Linked DNA regions of Mus musculus: all the other regions are linked to region 2. The links are chromatin contacts, called in public promoter capture Hi-C maps. All regions are on one chromosome and are shown on one strand. The core of a region is the stretch at or near the end of the contact, and the rest is flanking DNA. Distances in the headings are between cores, read along the strand shown.

What was found. Promoter capture Hi-C pulls out the DNA fragments that hold promoters and counts their contacts. Capture Hi-C pulls out chosen DNA fragments and counts their contacts.
Region 1: a contact with region 2 is called in a promoter capture Hi-C map of liver, with 4 times the contacts expected there. The contact joins the promoter of Kdm2b here to the promoter of Hcar2 in region 2. A contact is called at or near these places in 3 of 39 promoter capture datasets (hippocampal neurons and liver).
Region 3: a contact with region 2 is called in a promoter capture Hi-C map of pancreatic islet. The contact joins the promoter of Wdr66 here to the promoter of Hcar2 in region 2. A contact is called at or near these places in 2 of 9 other capture datasets (liver and pancreatic islet).

The regions. Positions count from the first base shown.
Region 1 is chr5:122,987,845-122,990,901 of GRCm38.p6, forward strand. Kdm2b (lysine (K)-specific demethylase 2B) reads right to left here and starts at 1,255. Exons shown (of 23, transcript NM_001003953.2): 1 at 1,024-1,255. The coding sequence starts at 1,056. A930024E05Rik (RIKEN cDNA A930024E05 gene) reads left to right here and starts at 1,510. Exons shown (of 3, transcript NR_045820.1): 1 at 1,510-2,247.
Region 2 is chr5:123,863,892-123,866,796 of GRCm38.p6, forward strand. It overlaps Hcar2 (hydroxycarboxylic acid receptor 2), which reads right to left and starts at 1,625. Exons shown (of 1, transcript NM_030701.3): 1 at 1-1,625. The coding sequence starts at 1,547. The coding sequence ends at 465.
Region 3 is chr5:123,252,065-123,255,051 of GRCm38.p6, forward strand. Wdr66 (WD repeat domain 66) reads left to right here and starts at 1,724. Exons shown (of 21, transcript NM_001370840.1): 1 at 1,724-2,694. The coding sequence starts at 1,741.

The DNA.
Region 1 (3,057 bases), core at 5-2,504, 880 kb before region 2:
GAGGACTTGGGGGGGTCTCCTCTCACCCTGGGCCCACCAAGAACAGGTGCAAGAGTCGCGCGCCCACTGCACCCCAGCATTGCAATCTGAGCAACTTTGCGCAAATGCCAAAGATGCTGGAAAGCAGAAAAAGGGGCTCACACCCCCAAGGCCCGACTGCCCTTAAACGAAGCAATCCCTTCTTGCATCTTTGGAAGCTATGGAAATGGTATTTGGGGGCTTTCCTCTGCCCCCACGCCAAGTGATGTGCTAAGCTTTGCCCACTCGACTGGGAGCCTGGTTATGTAACCCCTGAAGGGGGCTCCGGGTATGAGCTGGCGGGGCAGATGTAGGCCCCGAGAGAAGCCGCTGCAGCAACCGGCTCCGCGGTAACAGCAGCCCTGGCGGCCACGGCGGCCAACCCGGGAAGCCGGAACCCAGGGCCGGCGGCATTACTAAGGCTGGAGCTGCTCCCGAGCTACAGAAAAGCTGGAAAGCTGAAACGGAAGGGTTGAGACCCTAACGGCCCCCGCCGACCGACCGCTAGTGCAAGAAGAGGAGGGGAGGGGAGGAGGTTAAGAATGTGGGGGGAGAGAGGCAGCCAGCCCACCACAAAGCTTCTATCAGAGACCCCAAAACGCACCAGCAGCTGCCTCATCTCCCCACGAGCGCGCGCGCACACTCACTTCCTAAGGAGACTCCCCCACCACTCCCCGCATCCTTCTTCCTCCTCCCTCCGCCGCTCAGCACCGAGCCCCGCAGCCCCCCAGATCCCAGGCGAACCCCGAGCCCGCTCAGTCCCTTCCACGCCTTTCGGCGTTGCCTCCTCCCCACTTAAGTGTCTGAGACCCTGAGCCTCACAAGAGACTGGAGGAGTAAGCTGCTTGCTTCCTTTTGCATGCAATTTATTATTTTTTTCCGGTCCTCTTGCAAAATACAGAAAAGGAAAGAAAAGGCAGCAAGAAACAACCAAAAAAATAAATAGATAGATAAATCGATCATATACCAGATACAGATTTGGGGGAGAAAAAAAAAGCTACACACCAATCTTCTTCCAGAGTCTTTCTCTGCCTCCATTTTTTTAGGAGAGTTCACCAATTAATTGTCAACACTCCTGCCCCCTGCATTTTGGCGGAGGGGGAAAGGAGGGAAGACCAAAGAAAAGAAAGCAAAAAAATAAATAAATAGAGCAAGCCAGAGCCGATATCTACAAAGTTTTGCACCAACACTTAAGCAGATCCGTTTGCAAAGTCCTAGGAAACCATTTTCAGCAGTTGTGGGGGGGGAGGCGTCGACGTCATAATCCCCGGAACGTAAACATTGTTGCCGATCGCGCTCGGAGCTTGCGGCTAGGCTAGTTGGGGAAAGGGGGGGCTCGGGTTGGGGGTGTCGGGGACCGCAGCCGTAGGAGGTGTGGGGCCAGAAGGGAGCCTGGGACGCACCGGGCGCTGTTAGCGCCTTGGCATCGCTGTTTTGTTGTTGGGTCACGAGTGCGCCTCTGCACGCAGGCGCCGCCGCCGCCCGGGAGCTGACTTTTGGAGGGCTGAGTTGCAGGCGGCGGGCGCATCCCAGAGATGGCGGGGCAGGGAGGGAGGGAAAGAGAGGAGGGGGTGGGGAGGGAGGTGCAGATTTGCACGGATGGCCTCAGCGGGAGGCGCGGAAATGCTAGCCAAGCCTGCTGGCGTGAAAGCCCCCGGGGCCTGGCACCCCCCAAAACGACCCCCCACCTCTGCCCCTGCCCCCTCTTGCTTGGGTTACGCAGGGCTGTCCCTCTCTTCCTTCACCCACCTTTCCTCATTACCTATGCTGGCGACCTAAATTCAAAGTATTTTGTATGTGTGATTTCTTTTTCTGTTTTGCTTTTCTACTGCATGCCTGGGGGGAGGGGCCAGCCTGTCCAGACCCTTATCCATTTGCGAACCTGCCATATGGAGGAGGCATCTGAGGGGCTCAGAAAGAAATTACCTCAGCACTGTATCTGTACAGACTGCATAACTTTTAAACTCCCGGGGCTGAAATAATAATATGGAGACACACGCACAGGTACAGGAAATACAGCCAGTCCACAGCCTTTTCAGACTGCAGCTGACCGGAAGAAAGCCTTTGGTTCATTCATTCGGATAGCCTCGGTAGTACAGCCCTGAAATAGAAGTTGGGCTTTTAAAGAGAAAGGAAAAAAAGTCTCTACACTCGCTGAGAAGAGATAAATCGATACACAGGAGGGAATAGAGAATCGGATTCAGCGTCTCTAATGCAGGCAGGCAAAAGGTAAGCCTCTCTCGTGTGGCAGTTTAAGAGAAAAGTGGTGGTTGTTTGTGGCTTTCTGGGGTACAGCAACCTTGATTGATCCATATTGTTTCTCAGCGGAGAAGGGGGGCAGCCTTTGTGAATATTCCTGGAGTAGCAGATCCCCAATGTTCCTCCGTCTTTTAAGTAGTGCTTGTGACTGCTTCCAGAATTGACTGACCCTCAGTGGTCCTGGAATTCCTTTAAGTTGAGAGAAATGCTGGCCCTAAACTTTGTTTCCCTCCGGGCCTCTTCCTTTCTTGCAAGGGCCTAATGACAGCATCACAAGGATGTTCTGAGAGACCTCCCAGGTGACGCTAGCTTGGCGTACAAGCTAAAGCAGGTCATTTTGCACCCTGGAGAAACCCAGATTCAAGAAATTATGAGTTTAGGTGACTGCTGTTTTTATCTTGTCCCAATGTCAAGAGCACTGGTTCAGACAGATACGGGGAGGAAGTGGCCTTGCCACCTGAAATCAGCTGTGAACCACACATCGTCACCCTCCCTTACGTCAGAATTTCCTGCCTTATCGGTCTGTACTTTTTTTCCACCTGTCCCCAAATCTGCTCTTTGAATTTTTTTTTAAAAATTCCATCCATGCACGTTATCGGTAGAAATCTACGTAGAGATGAGGCGACAAACACCAAGTTTGTCACCAAACTGAAACTACATCTACGTTGGCTCAGCTGCATTCTCTGGGCAGCCCTTCTAACCATCCCTGTGAAAACCAGGGGCCAGCTGGTGCTGTAACGCAGTCCTGGGATATTTGGCCTAGCAAGCCTAAGGCCCTGG
Region 2 (2,905 bases), core at 375-2,874:
ACCGAACACAAGTGACCAACTGGCTTATCAGTGACATCTGGGTAGAGATCCCCTCCAGTTTCGTGGATCTCCTTGTCCTCACTGGGGCCCACGGACAGGCTAGGTAGGACCCTAGGACGAAGAGCCATCCGTGACTTTGAGCAGAACTGAGGTGTGTCTGGGTGCATCTGGGACTCAAACTCTGCAGGACTCTGTCTTCTTCAGTCCTGTAAGCTTGGAAGGCTGAGAAGTTTCCACTGTCTGGAAACTCTGCTTTCTGTTCCTCTGAGATTTTCTATGGCTGCACCTCGCAACCAAAACTGCTCACTGCACCACGCCGTTTCTCTAAATTCGATTCTCCGAATCTAGAAGTTCCAAGAAAGCGTAAGCCAAATCTGAAGATGTTACCCTGTTCAACGAACGGCCAAATCGCCTCTCCAGAGAGCACAGGCCTGAGCGGCAATCTCCCTTCTTGTCATAGTAACTTAACGAGATGTGGAAGCCAGATAAGGGGGGCTGCCTGGCTCACTGGGGTCAGCCATTAGCGCCCCTGGAATACTTCTGGTTGTGCTGGGGTCCCCCGTGAGCTCCACACTAGTGCTTCGGTTATTATCGGGTTCACCCAATGTTTTCTTTCGAAGGCAGCGGTTGATACACGTGGAGAAGAAGTTGGGGAAAGATGGGCTGGAGAAATAGTAGACCACAGGGTCCAGCATGCTGTTCATGTAGGTAAAGCTAAGGGTGGTAAAGAAAGCCAGGTCCACCGAGGAGTAGATGTCACAGTTGCGTACGTTATATTTGTAGAGAAGCCAGAAGATGCGGATGCGCACAGCCACACTGGGTAGGAAGCAAATGATGAATACAATAGCCACCACCATGATGAAGTTGATGGCCCTCTTGATCTTGGCATGTCTGTCCATCTGTCTCTGCCTCAGGCTCCAGATGATCCTGCCTGAGCAGAACAAGATGATGGCCAGGGGCAAGAAGAATTCCAAGAGGAACATAGCATCGTGCCACCTGAAGTTGTAACAGATGCTGAAGCTGCTACACAGATATGCCTCGCCATTTTTGGTCATCATGTTTGTATAGAGGAGGTGGACAGTCAGGCCGATGGTGAGACCCCACAAGAAGCAAGAAATGATGGCCGCCGTCCGGTTGGAGATCTTGTTCAAGAAGTGGTGTGGATGGACCACCCGGAAGTAGCGGTCCACAGCCACCACGGTGAGGAAGATGATGCTGCCCTGTCGGTTCATAGCCAACATGAAGAGCATCACACGGCAGGGGATGCCTCCGAACCTCCAGTCCCAGTTATGGACATAGTTGTCCGTCAGGAACGGCAGGCAGATGATCAGGAGAAAGTCAGCCACGGCCAAGTTGAACAAGAAAATCCGGCTGGATTTCCAGGACTTGAGGTGGAAACAGAAAATCCACAAGGCAAGGCCATTGCCCAGGAGTCCGAACACAAATTCCAGCCCCAACACCGGTGGCAAGACCTTGGCGATGTTTTCATCTCGGAACACACAGCAGTTCTTGCCGTTTATCACTAGAAAATGGTCTGACTTGCTCATGAGTGGATCTGGCCAGTCCAGCTTCAGAGTGCCTCACCTAGCGAAGGCTCAAGGCGAGTGTGTGTCTGTGTGGTGAACGTGTGGTTCAGCCCTCGGCTTTATGTCATGTCAGGGTGTTGAAAGAGATGACTGAATGGTTACCAGGAAACTACGAAATCATTTAAAAAAAAAAAAGGCTAGCAAGGCTCTTATGCAACTTACTGTTTGCATAAACAAGTAATAAAAAAAAAGTCCCCTGGGCAGACGGGAACCCACAAATTTTTCTAAACGTAAAGGATAAGTTTAGGCAAGCCGACTGTCAGAGGTGGACGAGTCAGATCTGAGGGCATTCCTTCTGAAGGCTGCAGGCATGCATGCTGGCTAGGTGATTGGCCTCGGAGAATCCATTCACTGCAATTTGCTTAGCTGACAATAATTAATAAATTAACAAGGGCAGTAACCATGCACTGTGCTAAAAGAACAGTCAGGCTTTCCAGGAGCAGTAAGAGTTCGTGTGAAATTCTACTATGCATTGGTAATGTGGATACGGTTTCCTCTGTCTGTCTGTCTGTCTGTCTCTGTCTCCCCCACCTCCTTGTTTTCTTTCTAGGATTTATTTTTATTTTTGCATGCCTGTCTATGTGGCTATGTACATACAACAACAGCCCCAGAGGCTATTGGATGCCCTGGAGCTAGAGTTATAAGACAGTTGTCATCCACCCCAATGTGGGGATAGGGAGCTTAATGCAGGTCCTCTGCAGGAGCAGCGGGTGCTCCTAACCCCCAACTCAGTTCTCTAGCGCCGTGCTCTTTTTCCTTTTTTCCTTCCTCTCAGATAGATGTCTCCTCTTGTTACGTCTCCCAAGCTGGCTTCTCCATCTTCCTGCTTCTTCTTCCCGAGTGCTGGGATTGCAGACACAGCGCCTGGATGTGTGGTATTCGTAGAAATGGCTCTGATTTCAAGCCTCAAGAGGGTGCAGAAAGATAACATTTCCTTTCTCTCTCTTTTTTTTAAAGTGTGATTAAGTGTCATCTTACAGAGTATCTACCATTGACTATCTACTTTGAGTTTGAAATTAGAAATTGGAAATTTGCCAGGTGGTAGTGGTGCATACCTTTAATCCCAGTACTCGGCAGGCGAAAGCAGGTAGATCTCTGAATTTACCTGCTCTACAGATCGAGTTCCAAGACAGCCAGGGCTAGACAGAGAAACTGTCTCAAAAAAAAAAAAAAAAAAAAAAAAAAAGAGGAAATGTGTCCCTTTAGCTGCCTACCCAAATCCTCAATGGCATTTGACGGACCTTGTAGTCTAGACTCAGGGTGACCTGATCTTGGATCCTATAGGATCAGGATACTTCATGGAGACTGTGACAATGAAG
Region 3 (2,987 bases), core at 474-2,973, 610 kb before region 2:
TCCTTGCTTTCCTGCGACTAGCCGTTGCCATAGGGACGGAGCTTGGTTGGCAACCGTCACTAGGGAGTATGGACAGGAGCCCCTGGAGGTCTCTTGGGATTTCCCGAGGCTGGACGACCCAAGGCTTTTGAGAAAAGAAGTGGGAGCGTCCCTGTAAGTGCGAAGTGGAGGGTGCGGCTCGGGTTGGGGTCCGGGCCAGGCAGCGGCAAGGGTGTGGGACCTGGGAGGTCCCCAGGAAAAGAAACTGGTGGCTCCTGGACCTCGTGGTAGGATAGACTTGCGCACCTGTGGCATTGCCCCCGCCTGGGTGTGGAAAATGTCAAAGTGGCATTTTTTTCAAACAAAAGAACTAAATTCTAGCTCTGTCGTAAGTCGTGCCTCCCAGGGCCACAAACTTTTTCATTTCCTTTTCCTTTTCCTTTTCCTTTTCCTTTTCCTTTTCCTTTTCCTTTTCCTTTTCCTTTTCCTTTTCCTTTTCCTTTTCCTTTTCCTTTCCTTCCTTCCTTCCTTCCTTCTTTCTTTCTTTCTTTTTTTAGAAAGATTGTGCTGGCCTAAGAACTCGAGTGATCCTCCTGTCTCTACCTCCTGAATCGCAGTATTACAGACATGGGCCTAGCCCCCTGCTCCCAAACTCTTGCTTCATGTAGGTGCAAAATGAGAGAATGTATCAGAGGAATTAAATTTTTTTAAAAAATGATTTTATGTGTGAGACTGTTTTGTCTGCATGTATGTATGTGTACCACCTATGAAGTTCCCGCAGAATACAGAAGAGGGTGTCAGATCCCCTGAAACTCAAGTTACTTATGGTTCTGAGCGATCGTGTCATGGCTGGGAGTCAAACCTGGGTCTTCTGAAAGGGCAGCCAGAGTGCTCTTAATCACTGAGCCATCTCTCCAGCCCAGAATTAACTTTCTTTCTTTCTTTCTTTCTTTCTTTCTTTCTTTCTTTCTTTCTTTCTTTCTTTCTTTCTTTCTTTCTTTCTTTCTTTGCACATACCATGTTGAATGTGTTGATTTGGGAGTTAGTTTTCTCTTCTGGCCATGTGTTTCCCAGAGGAGGGGGCTCTGTCTACCTTAGACTTAGGGTCTCACCTGCCCCAGAGGTCTTTAAAACTCTCAGGTTCTTTGCAGAAAACTATTGCTTTTATCCCCATAGTACCTGATATCCCCCACCCTGCTTTTTTTTTTTTTTTTTTTTTGGCAAACACTTTGGGTGAACCTGTGTTGAGCATTTGACATGTATTGCCCCAGTCTGCAAATCATGTGAGAATGTAGGATTATCATTTTTATTTTTTTGCCTGTGAGCAAATTTGAAGAAAGGGTAAAATGGCTTGCGTCTAGTCACAGAACGAGGCTAGCGGAAGTTGGAGAGGAGGGAACCTTTAGCTGGCAAGCTTACACTTCAGTCATCAGCCCATCTCCCTCTCTTCTTCCTCCCAGCAGGGTTTTGCAAATGCTTGCCTTATGCATTTTGTTGCCTGTGGGAATATGAATTATTTAAAGTGAGAAGACTCTAAGATCAGTCCTAGAAAGATGGGAGGCCCTGGAAGTCAATATTTTAAAGATTTCTGAGACTTGAGCTGGGCTTTCCCAAGAAGCTGCCATTCTTTTCTTCCCACAGGAAGGGACCAGAGCTGCTTCTGCCCATTTCGACGTGTTAGCACCTCAGGAAGCCGGCACAGGAAATAGAGGGACCTGCTGAATCTACGTTAAAATTTCTGTAGCGGAAACTACAGAAGAAATGTCAGATACAGAAGAAAACCCCCTAGAAGAATCAAGAGAAAGTGGAGAGATGGAGGAGGAGAAGGAGGAGAAGAAGGAGGAGGAAGAGGAGGAAGAGGAGGGGGAGAAGGAGAAGGAGGAGGAGGAAGAGGAGGAGAAGGGGAAGGAGGAGGAGAAGGAGGAGGAGAAGGAGGAGGGGAAGGAGGAGGAGAAGAAGGAGGAAGAGGAGGAGAAGGGGAAGAAGGAGGAAGAGGAGGAGGAGGAAGAGGAGGGGAAGGGGAAGGAGGAGGAGAAGGAGGAGGAGAAGGAGGAGGAGGAGAAGGAGGAGGAGAAGGAGAAGGAGGAGGAGGAGGAAGAGGAGGGGAAGGGGAAGGAGGAGGAGGAGGAGGGGAAGGAGGAGGAGGAGGAGGAGAAGGAGGAGGAGGAGAAGGAGGAGGAGAAGGAGGAGGAGGAGGAGGAGGAGGAGGAGAAGGAGGAATATAATCCAAGTTTTGAAGAAGATGCTCTGCAGCAGAGCCTAACTGAGGGCTCACTGTCATGGGAGGAGTCTCAGGAGGATGGAGAGGGGCTGGAGGAGTGGGTGGAGAAGGAGGAGCAGAGAGAGGGAGAGGAAGTGAGAGGGGAGGAAGAAAGTGAAGTGAGAGGAAGGGAAGAGGAAGAGGGATGGGAGGAAGAGAAGAGCGGTGAAGAGGAAAAAAGTGAGGAGAGCGAGAGAAGTAAGGAAAGGGGAGGTGAGGAAGAGGGCCAGGAGAAGGAAGAGGCGGAACATGAGGGGGAAAGGGAGGAGGGAAGAGAAGAGGAAGAGAAAGAGAAGAGTGTGGAGCGGGAGGAGGAGGAGGAGGAGGAAGATACTGAGACAACTGAGACAAAAGCTGGACGAGCCAAGGAGGAAAAGAAAGAGAAGCAAAACAAAACAGCCCTGGTGGACAATATTGTCATCAGCCATGAGCCACCCAGGTCAAGCTCCTCCCTGGTGAGTCCTCCCCAAGCTCATCCACCCACTTACTCAGAATCATCCTCCCTGGTGAGTCCTCCCCGAAGCTTGTCCACCCATTTACACTGAATTGTCTGTCGCTTGGTGCTTGGCATGTGCCAGGCTGTGGGAGTACAAAACCAAAGTGAGACAGTCCCGAGGTTGGAGAAACAGCCAGGCCATTAAGAGCCCTAGCTGTTCTTACTGAGGGCTGAATTTTGGGTTCCCAGCACCCATGATGAAATGCCTTATAACTTTAGATCCAGGGAATTAATTCAATGTCCTCTTCTGGA